2 separate regions of the Gossypium hirsutum genome follow, and region 1 is linked to region 2. A link is a contact called in public Hi-C data. All regions are on one chromosome and are shown on one strand. The core of a region is the stretch at or near the end of the contact, and the rest is flanking DNA. Distances in the headings are between cores, read along the strand shown.

Region 1 (6,157 bases), core at 32-2,531, 830 kb after region 2:
TTCCATATATCTAATCATTCCATTCTTCCAATGATTCCAAACTGATTTAGGTCTAGAACCAAATCCTTTTTCATATTAAATATCTATTTTACGAGGATGATGACCCTGTTTGACAATTGATTGATAATTCATTGTTGATTAAAGTGGTTGGTTTGACCAACTAATTATATTAATTGTTGATTTAAAAGTGTTTGATAAATTTTAGTTAATAACTAAAAGTTGATATGTGTAAAATGACAAATATGAGCATGTCATATTTTATTGTTAAATATTTATTTGTTTATAATACTTTAGTCTTTATTGGGTGAAATTATTGAAATAAAACACTATTATTAAGGAATTAAAAAATCCATTATGAAAATTAATTAGTAACTATTTTTGAAATTTTAAATAAACAAATTTCTTAAGTTCCTTATGTGCAAATATTAACCTTGTAGAAATTGATAAATATTAATAGTGTATTAATATAATTGTAAACTACATATTTAGTGATAATTATGTCACACTCTGAATAAATTTATCAAGTAGCATATTTCAATTAATATAAAGTTGCATAAGAAATCATTTTACACAAGTAAATTAAAAATAAATTAAGAGTACATAAATATTCAAGAAATAGATATATATCTCATTCCACATATCTTATTAGATTTGAGAGCATGTGACAAATGAAGTAATTTTTAAGCATGGTCAGATATATCATTTCACATATCTTATTCCCAATTCAATTAAAGGGTTCTACTATCCAATCTTCCATTTGTGCCCAAATCAACTAAAAGCGAATGCCCAAATAAACTAAAAACGACCTAAAACTCTGTTTACTAAATACCCAATAACTTTCAATTCTTATAAATGAAGATCGTTTGAATTATCAAAAAAAAAAAGAGCTTAAATTCGATGATGATGATGAATTTAATCAGAAGATGAGATTTCACTTTCACCGTAAAGAATCAATATGAGGCACCAAATGTAATAACATTTTTTAAAATACACTAGATGAATTTAAAAAAAAAAGATGAATTCGTGACCAATCTTTAATTATCTATTTTACAAGAATGATAATTTCCAGTTCTTCTAAATGAAATTGTTAGTATTATCACCAAAATCGCTTAGATTCGATGATGATGAATTCAATCAGAACAATACGAGGCGTAAAGTTTTTTTTATGTTGGCCATCTTTTTTATTAAAAAAAAGATGTTTAAAAAGAAATTAGTTCGCGTCATCCCAATGACTTCAAAGATATATATATATATTTGAAAAAACTCAGATTGGGCTAAAATAAAACTTAAAAGTTTACATAAGAGTTCAAAAGGAATGAAAAACCAACCCAGTACACAGCCTAGGCCCATCGATAAGAAAAAACAAATGCATTAATGAAAAAGAAACCTAATCACCTAGGAAATGAAAAAAAGGAAACAACTCTGCAATGCATTAATATTGCCGTTTCCTCTGCCCAATCAGACTCAATAGTCATAACTCGTCTTGTCCCTTCAATCTCAAATCACCTTCAAGACGTTTTGAAAAACCAAAAGCTTAGTATAGTTTCTCTGAAATCTGCTTTATTCCGGAACCATCTCTCCATTTCTTCCTTATTTGGCTTCAGTCTGGTTCTCTCACCCTGTCGATTTCTGCTTGAATTTCTGCAACTCCAGGGGCTCTTCCGACCAGGTAAACTCCTCTACTACTCTTCATCGCTTCAGATGCAAGATTATGCGCAAGGCCATTTGTAGATCTTGGGGTATGCTCAAACTTACATTCCTTAAAGTATACCGAAAGCTGATGGATATCATGAATAAACGCACTGACCAGTGATTTATCTGGGTTTTTTGTTTTACACTTCTTTATTATTGATAACGAATCACCTTCAATAATAACTCTGTCCCATTTCATATGTACGCCGATCTGGAGAGCTTTCCTACATGTGATTGCTTCCGCTCCAAAAGCTGATGGAACCCATTGATAAACCTCTGAACAAGATAAGAGAACTGAACCCTCTTCATTTCTGGCCACAACTCCGATAGCCGCTTTATTTTGTCCTCTTACAAAAGCTGCATCAAAATTGATTTTGATAAAACTGTCCGTTGGTTTTACCCATTTTTTTCCAGTTGTGGAGGACTGTCGGCTAGTTTTAGCAACTGAGTCTAACTCTGAAATGTAACTGCTAACAAATCTCCCTATTTCTTTTGCAGATTTACCTCCTTTGTTATGTAACCTGTTGTTCCTATCACCCCAAATGGCCCAGACTGCAACACAGAAAATCCGACGGTGGGATGCTGAGCACTGTGAAAAAACCCAGGTTAGCCACTGTTTAAACCCCATCTGGTTATCCTGCACGTAGCTAAGGAAAGATAACTCTCTCCACACTGATATTGTAACAGGGCACTCTCAAAAAAGATGTTCCATGGATTCAGATCCAGATCCGCACCGAGGGCACATTGCAGTACTCGTTAGCCTTCTAAATAGTAGATTGGCACGAGTAGCAAGGAAATTCCACGAGATCTTCCAAACTGTAATTTTAATTTTTGAGGGTAAATCAAGAAGCCAAAGTTTTCTGTAGAAATCCTTAGTCAAGTTGTAAAGCATAAGCTCTAGGATCATATGCAGTATTTTGTAATAGTTTATAGGAGCTACGTACTGTGAACTCCCCCGACGCTTCAGCACTCCAAACTTGAAAGTCTTCGTGTGGTCTCTCAGCCAACGGGATGCTGAGAATCATATCTGCTACATCCATCGGGAAGGTATACTCTACCAACTCCTTTTTCCATGTTCTATTGCTTGAATCAATTAATTCCGCAACCTTACTATCATTCAAATTCGAATTTAAAACTGGTAGTCTAACATGCGATAAACCTGGAATCCAGTTATCACGACTGATCGAAATATTTGTGCCTGTACCCACCAGTCAGCATAATCCTTCAGCTAAAACACCCTTAGTAGCCCAAATACTCTTCCATGTATATGAAACGTTGTTTTCCCAAATTGGAATTTAAGAAATCAACTTTTGGAAAATACTTCGCTTTTAATACTTTTCCTACTAAAGGATTTGGATTGTTCAAGATACGCCACCCCTGTTTAGCTAAAAGGGAAATGTTAAATTGAGCCATATTTCTGAAACCCAATCCACCCTCGTCTTTAGGACGACATAAATACTTACATTGACACTAATGAATTCCTCTTCTTTTATGCGCTTTTTGCCACCAGAACTTAGCAAATATGTTTTCAGAATCTCCACAAAGAGTCTGGTTGTAAGAAATACGGCATAGCATAGGTAGGGATGGCCTGTAAAACTGACTTAATAAAGGTTTCTTTACCACCTCGGGATAACCATCTCGTGCTCCACCCCTCAATCTTAGTCAAAATCTTCTCTTTTAACTCTTGAAAGGATTCCTTCTTCCTTCGACCAACCATGTTCGGAAGCCCCAAGTAACGCTCTAAATTTGTTGAAATCCGCACTCCCAGCTTTGTCGATGCTTTTTCGTTCTTCCCCTCAGATGTATTCATACTAAAGAAAATGGAAGACTTACTGAAATTGACACATTGCCCAGAGCATTCACCATATTCCTTCAAAATATCCTTTAAAATACTAGCACCCTTATCTGAAGCTTCCCCGAACAAAATACAATCATCTGCAAAAGCAAATGTGTAATTTCTGGTCCACTTCTGCTCGCTTTTGCACCTTTTAGCATTCCCGCCTTTGAAGCCAATCTCATCAAGGATGATAACCCTTCACTACAAATCAAAAAAAGAAAAGGGCTCAAAGGATCCCCTTGGCGTAATCCTCTAGTTGGTAAAAAAATTCTACCACTGGTTCTATTGATGTTAACTGCATAAGTTGTCGTGGAAACACACTTCATAATCAGCCCAACCCACTGTGCTGCAAAACCCATTCGTAACGTTACATCCTTCAAAAATTCCCAGTCAACCCTATCATAAGTTTTGCTCATATCAATTTTCACTGCCATATATCCTTTTCTTCCTGCACGTTTTTTTCTGGAAAGTGTGCAAGATTTCATAAGGTAGAAGCACATTGTCAGCTATTAGCCTCCCCGGAGCAAATGCACTCTGGGCTTCATCAACACATCTTCCAATGACTACTTAAAGTCGATTAGCAATTGTTTTTGCAACCATTTTATAGATTACTGAACATAAACTACGGGTCTGAAATTAACAATGCTAGTGGGATTTGAGAATTTTGGAATCAGAACAATATCTGTATGATTAAAATAACCAAAACTGGCACTATTATTTAAGATATCCAAACAAAAGTTTGTTGTTTCCTTACCCATAATATGCTAGAATTTCAGAAAGAAAATAGCTGGAAAACCATCATGTCCTGGGGCTTTTGTTGGTCGCATTCCTTTTAATGCCGTATATAATTCGTCTGCTGTAAACACTGCCAAAAGCTCTCTATTAGTATCATTGGAAATACTTTCCTTTGTACCTGATAACAAATGAGAACAATCCTCCCCTCCTTTTGTCGTAGAAAGCTCTTGAAAAAATGAAGACGCTACATCATAAATCTCACTCTCCTCAATAGCTGCTCCTCCTTTAGCTTTCTCCAACTTGGAAATTATATTTATACGTCTACGGTATGTAGCAAATCTATGAAAAAAGGTTGAATTCTTATCCGCATTTAAGCCAGTTCGCCCTTGCCCTTTGTTCCCAATAAATTTTATTCAATTTCCAAATTCAGGTGAATCTTGGTGTCAATGATTTCTGCCAACGTATTATCATTCCTATCCTCTCCCAGTAATTTATCATGCTGCTCTAATAATTTCTTTTTTAGTCCTCGGTAAAAGTACCTGAACCTGATTCCCAAGAATCTTAGATAGTTTTTTTGCGTGTTTCTTCCATCAACAACCACACCTCAAACTTAAACTTTGAATTACCCTTATGATTTCTATCACCATCCGTACTAATTAGAAGTGGACAATGATCATTGCGTAAGAGATGATTAACCCTACCCGCTGAAAAAAGGAGCCTCCATTTTTCGTTTATCACCCCTCTATCAAGTCTTTCTCTAATATTTGTCTCAGGTAAATTTTCCCTTTCCCATGTAAACCATAATCCTGAATACCCCATATCTTCTAAATGACAATGTTCTAGGGCCTCTCGGAAGGCATGCATTTTGCTCTCGTCTCTTGGGTCGCCCCCACATTTTTCATAGGAGTACAAGATCTCATTAAAATCACCACTAACCAGCCATGGATAACTCTTATTAATCCCCAAAGTCATGAATAAATCCCATAAAGCGTTCTTATGCTGAACATATGGAGAACCATAAAACCCTGTAAATCTCCGCTCTTCTTTATCCTGCTCCTCTTTAATTAAAACATCAATGCTGTTTTTGGAAAAACTTCGTAAACTAATTATTAAATCTCCTCTCCAAGCTAAACATAAACCTCTTTTGGAACCTTCAGCCTCAACATCTATTCCATGCATATACCCGCAACTCCGTCTAACCTTTTCCATCTGTTTATCAACTTTAGTCTCCATGAAGAAGACCAATTGGGGATTATGCTGCTTTATGAAAAATTGGAGCCTTCTACCAGATCGTGGACTCCCCAATCCATGAACATTCCAACTTACAATTTTCATTACGTCTGGTCGGCTTGCCTCATGGCAGCCGCTGATATCATTAGACCTTGCACCTCTCTTTGCTCAACATTGTCTGTCATCATCATTGAATGACCAGTATCAGAATCCACTTGAGTACTTCGTTTCAATCTCTTCATTCCATCTCTGAAAGCATTTTCTTTGTCATGGTTTGTCAAATCAGCATCTAACGACTTTCTCTTCCTCATATTACTTTCTGCCCTTGTTTTTAATTTGCCAGTTTGTACTCTACTCACTGTCTTTTGCCCTTCCCTTAACCCATCCTTTGAACCCCCCAGCTCAATATATCCGTCCTCAGTGTGTTTTATACTAATGGGCATCTTCTTTTTCCCTCCAATATAGGAACTTTGCTCCCCCTTTTGTTTCAACAAACTATTAAACTTCATACTCTCTTTTCCTATTAATCTTGATTCTGCTTTTAATGCTACCGAGTAAGGAAGATTTTCACCAACTTTACTTTGCTTTTCAGGTGGTATCTGAGTGCAACTGCTCAACCCATGCCCCATTCTTCAACATCTCCACAAACTTCAGATCTAAGGA
Region 2 (6,246 bases), core at 2,859-5,358:
TCAACTAGAAATATTTGACCTTGTTGCACCTAAAAAGCGAAAAATTATTTTGGCAACAAATATTGGTGAAAGTAACATCATAAATGATCTTTATGTTAGATTTGATACCCTAAGTGTAATATATTTATTTATATATTTGTAATTTTTTAAAACATATTGGGTAATAAAATATTTCATAAATTATATTAATATACTTTGTATAATTGTTCAAATGTGGTTTTTGCATGCAAAACAAAATAGGAGCAAATATAAGCTCACTGATTGTCTAATCTTTAAACTAATACTAAAGGATATTACGTGGTTGGATTGTAATATGAAAAGATAACTTATATTAATAGACAAACTTAAATATGTCATTAGTCTAATAAAAAATGATAAAACCAATTGAAAGACTAGTATGTCATCTATCAAGTCCAATTGTTGAGATGTCTTATCTTGGACATCGAAGTGGATGACTCCCAAAAGATATAGATATAAATGTGACTGACTGGGCTAACAGTAAATCAGACTGAACCCAAAAAAAAAAAATTCTAAATCCGTTTATTGATTTATTCACCTGTTACATTCAAAGTGTGGCATACCTTAATTTTGAATAAATGACGGACTATATACGTGACTCGTATACTTTAATATAAGTAAAAGTTTGAGTTCAAATAGATAAGTAACTGAAAACTAGTGCATTGGGCATACAACTTCTATAGCATGTAGCATCATTCACAATAGTAGAATTCGTAACATGAGATATTGGTAAATGGTATCCTCTTATTGGCGTTACATTTTTGATTAAAAATAAACGTGATCACAGATCATTCGTGTTTGTGATGGATGATTTGATTACTATTTGATAGTAACTGACTTTTTATGAAAGAAGATGTAATGATCACCATAAAATAAAATAATATTAGAAGAACAGATTTATCTCAAAGAGATTAAAAATATCCTACAAGTATAACAAACTTATAATAAGGTCATTGGACAAGCACTAATTGAGTTACTTTCGTAAAGGTATATATTTAGGAAAAGATCAATTACGATACTATAGTAGAATTATTTCATGACTAAATAAGTTTATAATTAATAGATGAAAATTTGAAACTTAATTATAAATCATTAGAGCCCTAATCGCATGCCCAATCGATCCTTTCGCTAGCTAGTTGAAATAAAAAATGAGTTACATTTTTAATCAAAATGAATAGAAATGGAAAAGTTAAAGAAATAAAAAATATTTAAAAATAAATGTGGTTTTCTTTAAATAGAAATGACTTGAAAAATGACTTTATTGCTTTTCGAAATAATAATTAATTGATGTTCGAAAATGAAAATAAATTAATTAGTCATGGTGAGTTCATTCAATGTAGAAATATTAAATATATTTTTTATAAATTCTTTTACAGTAAAATCATCATAATTTTAACGAACTAGAATCAGGTTTAGAAAATTAATTAATTAACTATAATTAATTTAACATATTTATTTCAAGAAATAAAAAAACAAGTATCGAGTTGGATTGAATTATAAAGTACTGAGTTAAAAGTCAAAAAAGTAATTGTAATTAGACTTGATACAGGAAAGGCCAAAAATCCCCTCATTTACTGCTAGAGACGACAAACATTAGTTTATTTAACTAGGGTTGCTACCCCACCTAATTATAGTTAAACTAGGAGTTTGTTTTCCTATTGGAATAGACTTCTACAATTTAACGTTTCCTATTGGAATAGACTTCTACAATTTAACGAGGGTTTCATCTCTTCTCTCTATAAATAAATAACAATAATAGAGCTAAACATACAACTTTGAGATATTGTTATCATCATTATTATTCTTTTAATTAATATAAACAAAGGCTTTTTTAAAGCCTACGTTTTCAAGAGTTCCAACTTTGTTCTAACTAATTTTAAAACCCTAACTTTCTTGTTTTTTGTTGTTTTCTCGTTTAAACCACATCAAGATTAAAGGTCACAAAGATTAACATAATTCATAAGTAAAGATATTTGGTTGGTTGACTGCGTATGGATCAAAACTTGCTCGTTGATGTTATGTTGTAGCACAAGATGAAAAGGCCCCGGAAACAATACATTTTGGCATTTTATTGCACTATGCACATGTTATCTTGCAATAATGAAGGGATTAATTAGTGAACTATACAATGATCAACCAATAACATGATAAGAAACTACAACATCTATTGTATTGACATTTATATGGGAACACAATCATGGAGCAACTTGTATTTAAATCCAAATATACAACCTCCAATTATCCTATGGTGGTTACAACCAAAATTTCTTTATTTATTTTGTTCCTTAATTCAAAAAAACACAAGCCCTCCTCATACAATCTCAAGTGGATGGTTTAAGAATTTAAGATAAAGAAAGGTAGCAAGCTAGCATTATGAACCACAAAAGATTACTCAAATCTCTCAAGACTTAGGAAGTCTCTATTAGGTTATGAGCTCTTTATAATGTTGTCTGCCAATTAGTTGCAGAAATCAAGTTTGATTTTTCCTTAAGAGACTAGTACTAGGATACGAAAGAACAGTTTTTTTTTTTTGTTAAGCTATGAAAGAACAATTATATTTTCACATGAATTCAGGTCTCTCTAGTTCAACTAGGAGCCTAGTTCCTGACCAGATTTTCTAAGAAAAAGTTATTAACAATGATAAGATGAAAGAGATAACATAGATCCATATTGTGAAACATAAACTACTTCCAGCAGTATAGTTGTACACAAACACTACGGTAGTATTCAAATCATGACAAAAAACATACCTTCTTCTGTGCCACATACACCTTTAGGCTTTCCCGTAGATCCTGAAGTGTAAATTAGATAACAAAACAATCTTTTTCTTTCATTTTCACAAGGCCATGCTAGACTTGATTGACTTTTATGCGGTTCAATACTTGCCTCCATAGAAAAGCGCATGATAGGACAACTGCAGCATTCTAAGAGCCAATCTAATTGATCAACCAGCTCACTACCACTTTTCACAAGTGAAGATCCACAAGTGACAACAAGAGCAGCATCTAAAGAATCCAAAACCGACAATATTCTATCTCTCGGCCATGCAGGATCAACAGGCAAGAAAGCCTCCCCACACTTCAAAACAGAAAGAACAGAAACTACGTATTCCACTGAAGGTGGCATAAAAAGTGCAACAATCTTTGGTACATACATATTCTCAAGGTCAGTATGTTGACAAACTCCTCGAATGAAATCCAATGAAGCTTCTGACATTTGAACAGACTGAGGATGCTTGCCATTGGAGTTATCACCTTCATTGATACAGAAAATGACCAATAAGGATTCTTAAAACACACACACACCCGCAATTCCTTCTAAAACAACAAAATACTTGTACACAACTCTTAACATTTCTAATTAATTCATGCCTTTTTTTCCTCTTGCAGTCATCATCAACATGAAATATTCAAACCCATTTCATCAAATCATATAAGAAATTAAGAATTAAGAAACAATTAAAATTCCTTTAAAAAGCATTGGTTTTTATTTCTCCTACTTTCTCTTTGATATATCAAAAGTTACCGTGAAGAAGAACCAACAAATGAAATAAAGAAATAAATATATTAAAATTCACAGAATACCAACAAACGATTGAGGAGTTTCCTCCTCTTCTTATGGACAGTATTCAAGCTGAATTATATTTGAAATCCTTTTTATTAATCAAAAAGACAAACCTTTGTAATTTATACAAATTGCACTCATTTTTCTAGTAACAAACAAACAGAATCTTAATAAACAAATTCATAACTGAAGGGGAAAAAAGAAAAAAGTACCTGAGGTTTGGGGTTTAATCAAGTAACGATCATCAGCACCATCAAGAACGGAACATATACGAAAACTGAGACATTCAACGGACGCTAAAAGGTTAGCGAAAGTGAAACACCGGTCGCCTTTATACACCGGAGGATTCCCACCGTTGATCAACTCTCTGTCAATCCGGACCTCATTAGCTGACGGGTTAGATGGTGACGCGTGGATGATGGCTATTTTGTCAGGGCTTTTGCTTGCTGCTCTGTAAAATTCATGGATTAAGCAGCAGTGCTTACGCTGCAGCGTCTCCTGCTCGCCACTCGGAAAAGCCATTTACTTTTTCCAAAGGTTTCGGATTTGAATATATAATGTCGAAATATTAATTGGACCAGGTTAACAAAAGTTGGATTGAGGAATGTAATGTGGGCTTTACCTAATTCGAGTTTTCGTTCGCATGGACCCAATATAAACCCAAAAATACCTGTGTATTTATGAAATTGCCATGAGTTGGGTCAAATTCGAACAGAAAAACTAAAAATGGTTGGATCCGGTTTAACTTTGAAATATTGTTTTGGTATTTAAAATTATTCCATAACCATATTTATGTATTTTATGATTTTCAATTAAATAAAAATTAATCTTATTGGTCAAATATCAATTTAGGTAGTTAGTAAAAATATAAATTAAATAAGGGTCAATTTAGGTAGTTAGTAAAAATATAAATTAAATAAGGGTGCATTTGTTTTACTTGTGTTTATTTTATAGTTAACAGCTTAGTCAAAGGAAAATGATTTACATGTCAACCGAAAATAAATCTCTCTCTTTTTTTTAATTGACTTACCCTTTCAAAAAAAGTAAATTAATTTTCAAAAAAGATCTCATTTATGAATAATTTTATTTTATATAAAAAATAACTTGAATCAAATCTAATATTATGATATTAATAAGAATTTTTATTTTAATTTTTAAAATATTAAAATCAAATATTGTAATCTTCAATATTATTAAACATATTGTGACAAAAAAATACTATTAAACATACATATTTAATTATTTGTACTTAATAATATAAAAACTATTAATATAATTTATCATTTTAATAATTTATTTACTATTACAATTTTATTTTAACAATAATAATTTTAATTTTTAAATAATATTCTTAGTACATTATTGAAAAATATTTATATTAATAATTTAATAATAAATATATATTACAATTTATAAACATTTAATAAGAAATGTTTTATGATATAAAATATGAATATTTTAATTATATAAATATGAGTATTTGTTTAAATTATGCTTAGCTTTAGTAATATATGTAGTTTAAATAAAGTTTTAATTAGACTTTGTTTATAATCAAGTTTATATATGATATTAATTATTATAAAATATTATATTATTATAAAATAAATTTCAATTGTCAAAAGAAAATTTTACTATAATATTTTGTAGCAAATGTATTTTTGTTGTGTTTGTTTTGCTAAAAACAACTTTAAGAAAATGATTTCAGAAAAATTGTCAAACAATGAAAAATATGTTATGTAAAATCATCCCAACATCAGAAAATATGTTTTCTTCCAAAAATAATCAATCCATTTGAGAAATCATTTTTCATAAACTATTTCCAATTAAACAAACACTACCTAAGATTATTTAATTTTTCATTTAGGGTTTAAAAAGTAATGGGTAATATATATTTTACCCTTTAAATTTAATTATGGTTTGTATAATTTTCGCCGCATGTCTCAATTAATGGGATATTTGTATTTTTTATATTAATTTAATTTAGATAAAAGTTTGGGTGGCATCACCTATTAATGCTTATGTTATTTTGTGCATGTTGAAAGTACTATAAATGTATATAATTTTTTATATGTTAATAATATATTTCATATAAATTTTGATGTGTACATTTGGGTTTTGTTGTAACATGTTATAATTATTTTCTCATGTTGTATCTAGATTTGTTCTATATTTGACAATATTTATCTAATTCAATTTTAACTTTAAATTCATTTATTTAAAGTTTATATATGTTATATTTTACGCCGTGGTACCCTATTCTATGACACTTCTAAGAAACCAAGCTACAACAATACAGGTGGTTTGATGGCTGATGCCAAAACACATGTAACACCTCAAATTCGGTCGAGAAGGAGCGACCCGAGTCCAGCGAACTACATTGATCACCAGAGTGACTCTCCGTTAACTTCCAACCTAACCTCCAACACACCACTTAATAATAGCAAAAGTTGTGCTAAAACAAAAATATAGTAGTGGAAACAGAATGTAAAACAAGCAAGCTTCACAAAGTAACTTAAGCAGGTTTGCATGCTTGATAATAAACTTAAGAGTTCGCAGCACAACTTAGGTTTGCATACAACAACTCAAATTGTACAACAAAGAAATCTTAAGAGTTTGCAAAATAGTATGAGGCACGAATTCATATACTTTCCAGCCTTTACTTAA

Evidence for each region. Hi-C and Micro-C count contacts between places; a contact is called where the count stands out from the background.
Region 1: a contact with region 2 is called in a Hi-C map of leaf, with 1.6 times the contacts expected there. The contact joins the promoter of LOC107919988 here to the promoter of LOC107919976 in region 2. A contact is called at or near these places in 2 of 34 Hi-C or Micro-C datasets (both in leaf).

Annotation. Positions count from the first base shown.
Region 1 is chrD13:32,682,117-32,688,273 of Gossypium_hirsutum_v2.1, forward strand. LOC107919988 reads left to right here and starts at 1,282. Exons shown (of 4, transcript XR_001690507.2): 1 at 1,282-2,297; 2 at 2,380-2,739; 3 at 6,087-6,157.
Region 2 is chrD13:31,846,480-31,852,725 of Gossypium_hirsutum_v2.1, forward strand. It overlaps LOC107919976 (putative acyl-activating enzyme 19), which reads right to left and starts at 4,109. Exons shown (of 17, transcript XM_016849434.2): 1 at 3,795-4,109; 2 at 2,769-3,272. The coding sequence starts at 4,104.